Regions from separate parts of the Danio rerio genome. Here all the other regions are linked to region 1. Evidence: chromatin contacts called from public Hi-C and HiCAR-type data. All regions are on one chromosome and are shown on one strand. The core of a region is the stretch at or near the end of the contact, and the rest is flanking DNA. Distances in the headings are between cores, read along the strand shown.

Region 1 (3,866 bases), core at 1,345-3,844:
TTGTCTGTAACAGCGATTGATGTCCCAGACAATAACATAATCTTCAGAAGCACTGCAGAGGATGGGTTGATCTCTTTCTGTCCCAAACACCATAGCAGACACATCACCATGGTGGCCGGTCAGTTCCAAGGGAGGCTGTAGAAAATGTTAAAATGACTTTTTTTTTATTTCCTATTATGTGATTCAAAATGGAAATAAAACATATACACCAGCCACTTTATTAGGTACACTAGTTCATTGACACAAATATCTAGTCAATATACAAATAAAATATTCAGAATAGGAAAGAAAAGTGATTTAAATCATAAAAGCAACTCTTAAAGGGATAGTTAACACAAATATGAAACTTAAGGGGTTGTAAACATTTCTCTCTTGTGTTAAACACAAAATAAGATAATCTGAAAAATGTTGGGAAAATCCATTGACATCCATAGTAGAAACAAAAGAAGAAAAAAATACTATTTAAGTGAACATTTCAACCTTCTTCAGTATATCTATAGAATTATTTAGATCTGAAAAAATATGTTTTACCTGTTTATTTAATAGTATAATAATGGTTTTAAAATATAGCTAATAAAAATAGCATTTTTCAAGGCAAATTATTTATTATAATTAAACTCAACAACAATATAGCATATAGTATATCTTTTATAGTATTGTGCGGCCCTAGGTGTGATGGATATCTTCTTAGCATATTTTGGGCTCATTAGTAATCATTTCACCAGCCTTTATTGTAGGGATGCAGAGATGAAAGGGATGATAAGGGAATAGTGGGACGCAGAGAAAGGGAAGAGTGAGACTCAAGAGTGGGGGTACCGTCTCTGTAATATTTTGGTAGAGGGATTGGACTCCCCGATTCAACCTAGAGAATCGGAAAGAGGGGTATAGAATTGTTAATGGAAAGCGAGGAAATAGAGGGAGGAAGGGAGGGAGGGGTTGGGTTTGAGAGAACGGGAAAACAGTGCTAGAGGGCTGGTCTGCCTTAAATAAGTTTTTAGGGAATAGGTAATTGAAAAAATAATACATTTTTGATAACATGCCATGATGAATTAAAGCAATAGTGGAGGACAAATGTGATAAAATCCAGTAAACTCAAGGTTCCTATGAACTGATTGGTGAGACCAGATGTACTATTAGTGCACAATAACCTCCAGGTTGTTGATTTTGTTTTCATAAATCCTAATATTCTTGTCCTTCCATGGGATGGCACAATGAGAAGGACAGCACGCCAACTGAAGATGGGAAACCGGCTTACTGCAGGTTACAGAGAACCTTTCAATAAAATACTGCTCTGAGGTCACATCAGCCATGCTGTCTCCAACATTCCCCTGTAACAGACAATGATAAAGTCTGGCTGAGAAAAAGTGTTTAGATGTTTTGCAGAGCAGATAACAGCTAACGTAGCAAACTACTATTATTACCGTTAGCTAACGTTAGCACCTCAGACAGGTGGTTTTCTGAAGATTAACGTTAGACTTTTTTTTTTACCTTTACTCGAATGTTCAACGTTTTTTGAATTTGTGAGACGTGAAAAAAACATCAGCAGCAAAACTTAATTAATTAATTCCGTTTATCATCACTCACCTGAAAGTAAAACGCTCATAAACTTGTGGCGTCTGTGATAGTGTCGCTGTTGCTTTGGAAACGGGACCTACTTGGGACGGCACACCAGGAGGGACAATTAATTTGCACTGTCGGATTGCGAGTTTCTTTAATTAAATATTTTATTCATTAATAAATGCATTGCATGATATAAATGCTGTGTCTATGGTTTAATACAAACTGTTATCTGATATTCACAATGACAATTGTAATATGAATACATCTAATACAGAACAAGTAACTGGTTATTTGCCTGGATTGCCTTAATTTTATATATTTCTTATCTTTTGTAGTGCAGCCGGTCTCATACCTCAGATTTATTATTTAAACAAGCTGTCCAAACAAACACCAACCTTTAGGAAACACGATTGGGTCCAGAAGCCAGGCAAATAATCTTTTATACAGCAGTGCCCTCTGGTGGTAAACTGCAGCTAGACAGTAGAAATGTACGCTTATTGGCTTATTTATAAGCATGACAAACAATTAGGAAAAATATATACATTTAGAGAGAACAACAAGCAGATGCCGAAGATGAACAGGTTTTTTTAGTCAAATAAAATAGAAAACAACGATTTTCCATATAGCAAACAACGTTTTATATGTCATACAAATTCATTATTTTTACAATGTTTTGTACAAATAGACAATCCTAAAACAATTCACACAATTACTCTTCGCGAAAAAATAAACTGCATTAAAAAAGTGTGCTTAATCCAATCTAGTTGTTACATATGCTGAATGTTTTCACCAAATAAAACGAGCTACGAGTCCACGCCCACATCAGTTCTTCGCCAATAGATCTTAGACAAACACACCGAGTTATCCAATCATCAAAGCGTTATCAACATATACATCATATAGGCCACGCCTCTTATAGTCATTGTCCAATGAAAATGTCGCCTTTGGTCTGTCAATCAACTCTGCCAGCCCAGTTTCTCTGACGGAACGGAAGCCTAGATGGGGCAAACCAGCCCATCCGGATAACAGAGACAAACTTGGCAGCGAGCGGCTGAACTGGTCGGATCTTTGTTCTTCACAGGCAGTCTATCAACCTCTTTATACTTAAGCGTATCGTCAGTTATATGTCTCGCGTTTATATCAAGATTATAAAAAGCACCGCTTCCCTCGACACGCAGCTTTAGCACAGCCATATAACGTTACTTTCTGAGCTAGCATATTTTCCTCAGTGTTTTTAGTTCATTCTTCCCCCCACCGACGAGGTTTTATTGGACCAAGATAGGCGGCGCGGGCACCAAGATGTCGAACCGGATGGTGTGCAGAGAAGCGAGCCACGCCGGCAGCTGGTACACGGCCTCAGGTAGAGCCAGAGACCCGAGAGCGGCCCGGGCCTGAGGTCCGGTGTCCTGCTTACTGTGTGTGAGAGTCTGGAAGTGTGTCAATACATAGTGAGCTGCCTGCTCAGACAGCAATTCTGACCGCTCCTATGATGACTAGGATGCTACCTAAGTAGAAATCTCAGTTGGGTTTCAGTCACAGCCCTTTAGATCAGCTGGGAATTATTAAATAGGTGTTGCTAAAATTGTTTAAAGACCGCAGGGTGCGTTTCATAACGTGTAGCTTTTTTTCTAAATTGACAGTCGTTTATTTTGTAATTGTGTTTTAAATGTATAACTGAATGATAGTAGCTTAATTTTGCCATAGTAACGTTATCACTTTAAAGGGATTTCACTTTGCTCAGCAATAAGTCTAAATCTGCAATCTCTAATGGGTGTTGGTCATAAAATGTCGTTTATTTTATCCCATGTGATTCTTTTATAAAGTAACTTACTTTAAATGTTGGAAACGAATTCGAATTGAAGTTAAACTACTTTAACTTTAATTTAAAGGCCACTATCTAAGTTGTCAAGACTGATTCAGTCATATTTTACTTCTTTATTTATTTATTTATTTTGTGTCTAGTATATACGTGCATTTTTTCTGTGTAAATCAGCAGATGAGAACAAAAACAGGCCAGCAGTTAGCGGGTTAGCCTGTAGCTAGTGTGTATATTTTTGTGTGCTTGTGTATTTTCTTACACAAGACAACTACACAAACTAATACCACAGATTAATATACCATCAACGCTAACTTCACCCAGCCCTGCTTTGCTGGATCAGTAAATCCATACTGATGAACTTCTGTCGCTATTCATAAGGCTGGATTTACCCTGCTAACGGCTAAAGCTATTTGATGAAGTATCTATGACAGCTGTACATGACACAAGTGTTTTTAGAATAAATAAAATACAGTTTTTATGCTGACGT
Region 2 (3,667 bases), core at 1,098-3,597, 160 kb before region 1:
AGAGCAGCTTGACAAAGAGCACATGGTCCTCTTTGTTGAACTTCCTTCCATATAATCGGATATACCTAAAGGAAATGTGTGGTGTAGTATCAAAACACTTTAAATACATTCAAACTATGAAAACAGAACTTTGTCAATTCTAAAACTGGCAGTGTTGAACCTCAACTTCTGATTTATTAGGGGATAGTTTAGTCAAAATTTGAAATGTGCAATTATGAGTGTATCGTTTAGATTGGTCTTATGATGTCTTTGAATTCTTAATGTAATTTGTGTATTTGTTAATTAATTATTTTTTATTTATATATCCCTGTGTTTGATTGTTTTGTGTACCCAATGGGGAAAACCCTATATGTGTGTAAATCTGAAAACTCCAATAAAAAAAAAACTAAATTAAAAAAATATCTAAAATTTGCTTGCCATTTACTTACTTTCAAGTGTCAATGAGCTTTTTTTCTGTTGAACATAAAAGAAGATACACTGGAGAGTGAAGAATGTTGGAAACTGGTAAACTAATAAACTACTATGGGAGTCAATGGCTACTGGTTTCCAACATTCTTCAAAATATCTCCCCTTGTGTTCAACAAAAGAAAGAAAATCAAACAGGTTTGGAAAAAATGGGGAAGTGTTAATAATGGCTGATTTAACATTTTTGATGATTACTGTATTATTACTGTAAATATTGGATCATAACATAAGCAATGTGCTTCTATGAATAAAACAGAGCTAACAACTTTAGATTGCCTTGTCTTATATTGGTAAGTGATTGGTTACTCTATGTTGAAATGAGAAGTTAAAGAAGCATCATGTAACGTCCAAGCACATCACTTTAATTAGAAGATTTGGGTCAAGCTGTCAAAGCTTGCTTTCCAATGAAAAGGAAGTTGACTGGTGGCTGACCTGACACAATCAAATAATCTAGGCCAGACCCAGATACCAGTTTCAGTTCTGAGGATGGCGATAGCTTGCCAAGTGGGTTTTGTTTAGATTCTCTCTGGAATGGCAGAGGTGAAAACCATGTCCTAAACACTGCAGGACAACTTCCAATACAAATACGTGACGCTTAGGTAACCATGAATAGATTTAGTGATGTCCTGGTTTACTCACATGGCTTGGATGACATTGAGGACAATATTTCTGCGCATGTTTACTGTTTACAGATATGAGGATTGCATCTCATAAGAGTCACAAGCAGTCTGACATCAGTAACTGTTTGTGCTTGTGCTCCTAGAATAGCAATAGAGTGGCGAAAACATGACCAACAAGTCATTTTGCAATCACTGACAAATTATGGCTTGTTGAACACCTGTCATTCCCTTACCTTCACTTTAACTTTAAAGGCTAAAAACCAAAATAGTCCACATTTAGTAACCTTTTCTATGTTGTTATAAAAGCTAACTGTAACTGTTCTGTCGACCAGGCATTTAAACAAACAACTCAAGATAATAAAACACTTGGTTAAATCCTCTTTCGATTATTCTCAAATATTGTATAATGTTTTAACAATGACTCAAGTAAAACAGTGCATGGACTACGCATGCGCATAAGCGGAAAGCTCGCTGTACATTAGCGCTCTATTTAAAACGCACTTGACTGGAGATATTTTTACTTTATCCTTATCCTCCTAAATACAAACGGGTCATTCGGGTTTGCCTGGTCTGGACTGGAACATCACATTTCCAGTTAAGGATATTAGGATTTAAGGAATACAATATTCATGATCATATTCTAGGGCAAGTCCATTATTTAAATTAGTCGGTAGACAAAACGAATTAACCCTGGGTAATACATGGAGTTAATGTTTCTTAAATACTTACGTGGAAAGTTTCCTCGTCCAAAACAAGACCCCTGGCCAGACCTCTCGGAGTTGGACGGCTCGACCGAGGTTTCCTTTGATCTGTGCCAAAATTTCATTGGACTCATCGTCAAGTTTGTCCTTGTACGGCAGAAGTTCGTTGTAAACAATATCTTTCTGCGGAGAAAACCCTAACAATTCGGATGCCTCTTTTTTCATTTTAACGTTACAGTTCTCTAATTCCGGCTCCTCCACTTCGATTATATTGGAGACAGTCATGAACAAAAAATATTCCGAACAGTGAGAAAAAATAAAAAATATATACAGTGGGTTAAGAAAATTACACAACTATTATGAATGTCAAAAACATAATACAGCGGTGAAATTTCCTTGCCGGAAGACGCGCGCTGTCATCGTTCGTGTCGTTTCTGAGCTCTCTAGGACAATGATGACTTCTTTTAAGCAGAAGCGCTTGTTGTCATGCATCGTATTTCTATACGAGCGCTCCATGTATTCGTTTCCATTCAGCTGTAACCAACCAAACACACACATGCCGCAACTCCACCCTCCTCACTGACGTCACTTCCACCTAACGGTCTCCTAATATAACAGATCCAGGAACAGTTTACCGAGAGTTGACACCGGAGAGGAAAGAATGAATCGGTTTGCCCTGTGAAAATAACTTCATTCCGATGTTATTTCACAACATTATTTAGAAAAATTAAATAAAAATAATGAGGCCTAAGTGATTTTACCCAGGTGTAGACCAATAGAATCATTTATTCAATGAATCAAATATAAAGAGATCATCTTTAAATTACTCATAAATTAACAAATATTAAACTACTATATTAGGTTATTCAATATTTATATATCGTTTAATTTAATCTTTTTTTAGTAGTTGGGTGAGGGTTAATTCACCAAAAATAAATTAACTTTAAATTTGCTGTTAAATTTTGTCAATCACCAAGGACATTTCAGTTAAAAATCAACGAATGCTTTATTGAATCAAGGTCTGTGTTGTGAAACACAAATCACTGACTTGTGGTTGTTCAGTTATTGTGGTTGTTCAATATATTTACAACATTATGTTTACAACATTTTTATGTTGAGTTTTGTTATGACGGGAGGATCTTTTAAGCTACATATCTTTCTGATTTGTTGTACCTTACACAAGGAATAATATAAACAGGCCGTTGAATTATTACAAAAATAATGCACCTCTGAGGTGTGGATTATTTCCTAATAATTCAATGGGCCGGAGGCAACACAGAGGATCCGTGGTTAGCACTGTCGCCTGAAAGCAAGAAGGTCGCTGATTCAAGTCCTGGGTGGGTCAGTTGGCATTTCTGTGTGAAGTTTGCATGTTCTCCCCATGTTGGAGTGGCTTTCCTCCGCGAGCTCCGGTGCTCACCCATAGTCCAAAAACATGCGCTGTAGGTGAACTGAATAAACTAAATTGGCCATAGTGTATGTGTGTGAATGAGAGTGTATGGATGTTTCCCACTACTGGGTTGCAGTTGGAAAAGCATCCTCTGCCTAAAACATAGGCTGGATAAGTTGGTAGTTCATTCTGCTGTGGTGACCCCTGATAAATAAAGGTACTAAGCTGAAGGAAAATGAATGAATGAATGAACCAGATTCAGTAATTACACTTAAACCCTTTTACCGCACCCAAAGGAATTGTTCAGTTCTTATATTTCATTTGTAAGGTTTTGTCCTCAAACAGCGTGTAGTTGCATAGCATTTTGTTTTGATTTTATATTTTTCCTTTGCCTAACTAAAATCATTAAGCGTAGTGGTAAGGAACTGTAATAGGTCCAAGACCTGTCTGGAACTGATGTAGCAGTGCATTTATCTAAAAATAATGCCATG
Region 3 (3,746 bases), core at 800-3,299, 240 kb before region 1:
AGGAGAAATATGATGGAGGTTTCAGAGAATGCGGTGGCTAATGCAAGCAATAGTTTCTGAGGGTATTATGACAGACAGTCGAGAAATAAGGAGCATAGAGAATAGAGAAAAGCCTCTTGGGAAGATAGAGGATCAAAATGCATGTCGAATAATTTTCTTTCATTCATTCATTTTCTTTTGGCTTAGTTCCTTTATTAATCTGGAGTCGCCACAGCGGAATGAACCGCCAATTTATCCAGCATATGTTTTACGCAGCGGATGCCCTTTCAGCTGCAACCCATCTCTGGGAAACATCCTACACACTCATACACTACGGACAATTTAGCCTACCCAATTCACCTGTACCGCATGTTTTTGGACTGTGGGGGAAACCAGAGCACCACACGAAAACGCCAACTGACCCAGCCAAAGCACAAACCAGCGACCTTCTTGCTGTGAGGTGATAGCACTACCTGCTGCGCCACCGCGTCGCCATAATTTACTTCATGTAGTCAAATAGTATTTTTTAGAGCAAGACATAAATTATCAAAAGAGGAAATAACTGACATTAAATACATTTGAACCCATAAACTGTTTCTGAATACAGATAAATGTGAGGGTAAAGATATTTTTCCATCAAAGTTTCATATTAAAATGACTGATCTTATATATATAATTGTTTTAATTAACATTCAAATTTATTTACAATGAAATAATATGCTTGTTGACTAAATTATAATGAGTTGTAAAAAATAGATAAATCAGATTTTAAAAAGCTAATGAATAACATCGAAAAATCTTTCTAAAGCATGTATTAATCAATGTTGATAACATTCAATATAGCATTTTATTATAATACATGATAAAATAAAATTCTATATCTGTTAATTTTAGACTAATAGTCCTGAGATAGCATAATCTAACAATGAACAGTTGCAAATGAATTAACTAATGTTAATAAAGATCAGTAAATTTTATTGATCTTGTTTTGTTAATGAATAAATGTGTTTCTGACTGATTTGATGATAATTATTATCTCAATTGCTGCAGAAATACTTTAAAAGAATCTATTTATTAAATTATTTTAAAAATATTAATTTGAAGGCTATGCGGTGGTGCAGTGGATAGCGCTCCCACCTCACAGCAAGAAGTTCGCTGGGTCGAGCCTCAGCTGGGTCGGTTGCCATTTCTGTGTAGAGTTTGCAAGTTCTCCACGTGTTCGTGTGGGTTTCCTCTGGGTGCTCCGGTTTCCCCCACAAGTCAAAGACCTGTGCTATAGGTGAATTAGGTAAGCTAAATTGTCCGTTGTGTATGAGTGTGTATGGATGTTCCACAGTGTGGGTTGCAGCTGGAAGGGCATCCGCTGCATAAAATGAATGCTGGATAAGTTGGTGGTTCATTCCACTGTGGCGACCCCTAATGAATGAGCTAAAAAGAAAATGAATTAAAGTTAATTTGAAGTTCTCCCAGAGATGGGTTGCGGCTGGAAGGGAATAAGTTGGCGGTTCATTCCGCTGTGGCGACCCCGGATTAATAAAGGGACTAAGCCGACAAGAAAATGAATGAATGAATTTGAAGTGTTCAGATGCAAATGCCTCTAAATGATCAGATTTTATTTTCCCATAAAATATGTTGTGTATCTTTAAACATTTGAGTTTAAGCCAATGAAAACAGAAACATCACAACAGCTAGAAAAAATGCTGATTTTAGAAAAGAATTTCGGACGGCACTTTTGCATTTAAACTACTATTCAAAAAAAGTAATTTGCTAATGAATAAAGTTTCATGAAACATTACTAGGAAGCATAAATAAACTTTCCTCCACAACCGCCATAGCATAGCAAATGTTAAGCCAGATCGCCCAAAACACAATTAACGCTGCAAATTTGCTATAGCGCATCAGCACATCTATATGGCGCATCAGCACTACAAACAGAGAATGCGCCTTCACGAGCTATTGGCTGAGCGGAATTTCCGCCTGATTCCGGAAATGGACGTGGCAAGATGACAAGCTCCTGATGTGCTTCCTGTTGTAACTCTTGTTAAACTATCAGCTGTTAGCCGAACCTTACATTGCACAGACTGGATGTAATAGCCGTTTTTTCCAGCTTTGTCTTTCTAATGTCTCGATAACGCTTCCGGGGGCTCAGCGGCGGCGATGCGGCTGTTTTGGCGCTGGTTTTGGGGACTGATTTGTGTCGGGGTGTCTGCAAATCGTGCAGGATCTCCAGTGTTTTCAGATGAGATCCCCTTCAAAATTAAATGGCCAGGGGCAGACTTTACGCTGGTGAGTCAAAACATCTCACAAACAGATGTAAATACAGGTTGACGTGCGGTTTGTTTTGTTTTATGGTCAGCGTGTTGGCTGAGGTCGCTTCATAACAGCTGCATGTGTATTGGTTTGAGCTGTCATGTTGTGTGTCTTACAGCATTATGAAGTATTAAAGTAAATATGCAGCAGTTTGACTTAACTCATCTGTGCTGAGGGCTTGGTTTGTCATAGTCGTTATTTTGCTAAAGCTAAATTTGCAGCACTTTTGTTTGCTCTTTCCACAGTCAACGTCAGGAGGCCTGTACAGAGAAGACGACTATGTTATTATGACAACTACAGAAAAAGAAAAGTACAAGTGTTTATTGCCATCTTTGACAAGCAATCTGGATGTGAGTTTATTCATTGGGATTTTTTATTTTAGCTTGAGAAGTTAAATATAATATACATTTAAAATTATTCTTCTGAGATGTAAAGTTCCTAACTGTTTTCTCTTTAAGCTTTAAAGCTGTAAGTCGGATCTGACCATCACATAGTTGACTCTGACTTTATGATTAAAACTTTGAAAAAGCAGATAGTCTGAAGTTGATGTTAGCAACAAGGATATGACAAAAACATGTTTGCTAAAGCATGTTACGAACATTTTAGCAACACATAAATACATAATATTAAAAACTGTGGTTGTGTGTTTTATGATTACCACACATTAACCATGGTTTTCTGCACCAACCATAGTTTAATGTACATAATTTATTGTGTGTCTCTTTTGAAGGATGAGGTGAAGGAGTACAGCGGGCCGAGTCCAGCTGCTTTGCTGGAGCCGTTATTCAAACAGAGCAGCTGCTCTTACAGGGTGAGTTTCTTCTCTCAGTTTCTGTGTACTGTATGTTTTGGAAATATTGTTATATGTCTAGATCTAAATCTACACCACATTAAAAAAAAAAAAATACTTATTTTTTTTAATAAAGAGTAAAATTATTGAAAAAAATCTTAATTCTTTTCTTTGTTGTTTTTTTCCTTAAGTCATAACACTCATAATATATAATGTGATCACAGTTTGGCCTAATGATGGACATTTAAACTTGCAGATTGAGTCATACTGGACCTATGAAGTTTGCCATGGGAAACATGTGCGGCAGTACCACGAGGACAAAGAGACAGGGCAGGTAAAATCACTGTGTCATGTAACCTGTTAAAGAACAGGGGTCCGATCTTTGTATGGGATTACTCAATTAGCTGGATTTGGATATGGATAGTTATATACACTTGGGAAAATAATAAATATATTTTTTAACTACATATATAAAGTAAAAATGTAAATATAATAAAACTTATGCAATCTGCACTCTGAAATAAGTTCAAAGCCTGTCACCTGGTGGTACAAAGAGGACATTTTTTGATATGAACTTTTTAGATGAAAACGCATACATGCACAATATTCAACTTAAAAAAAAAAAAAAAAAAAAGAGTTATAATTTATGTAGTCAAGCTCGTGTTTT

Evidence for each region. Hi-C and Micro-C count contacts between places; a contact is called where the count stands out from the background. HiCAR-type assays count read pairs that join an accessible place to other places.
Region 2: a HiCAR-type map of caudal fin shows a contact between it and region 1, with 8 times the contacts expected there. The contact joins the promoter of psme4a here to the promoter of memo1 in region 1. A contact is called at or near these places in 4 of 18 Hi-C or Micro-C datasets (caudal fin, embryo, hematopoietic stem cells and 1 more) and 4 of 4 datasets of contacts at active chromatin or transcription factors (caudal fin, embryo, gastrula embryo and 1 more).
Region 3: a contact with region 1 is called in a Hi-C map of hematopoietic stem cells, with 4 times the contacts expected there. The contact joins the promoter of erlec1 here to the promoter of memo1 in region 1. A contact is called at or near these places in 4 of 18 Hi-C or Micro-C datasets (caudal fin, embryo, hematopoietic stem cells and 1 more).

Annotation. Positions count from the first base shown.
Region 1 is chr13:38,986,071-38,989,936 of GRCz12tu, reverse strand. It overlaps memo1 (mediator of cell motility 1), which reads left to right and starts at 2,594. Exons shown (of 9, transcript NM_199794.1): 1 at 2,594-2,920. The coding sequence starts at 2,860. It overlaps wdr27 (WD repeat domain 27), which reads right to left and starts at 1,629. Exons shown (of 25, transcript XM_009307487.5): 1 at 1,585-1,629; 2 at 1,149-1,328; 3 at 1-135. The coding sequence starts at 1,310.
Region 2 is chr13:39,150,031-39,153,697 of GRCz12tu, reverse strand. psme4a (proteasome activator subunit 4a) reads right to left here and starts at 2,347. Exons shown (of 48, transcript NM_001423996.1): 1 at 1,815-2,347; 2 at 1-65. The coding sequence starts at 2,071.
Region 3 is chr13:39,220,965-39,224,710 of GRCz12tu, reverse strand. erlec1 (endoplasmic reticulum lectin 1) reads left to right here and starts at 2,049. Exons shown (of 14, transcript NM_199432.1): 1 at 2,049-2,265; 2 at 2,535-2,639; 3 at 3,020-3,100; 4 at 3,336-3,413. The coding sequence starts at 2,137.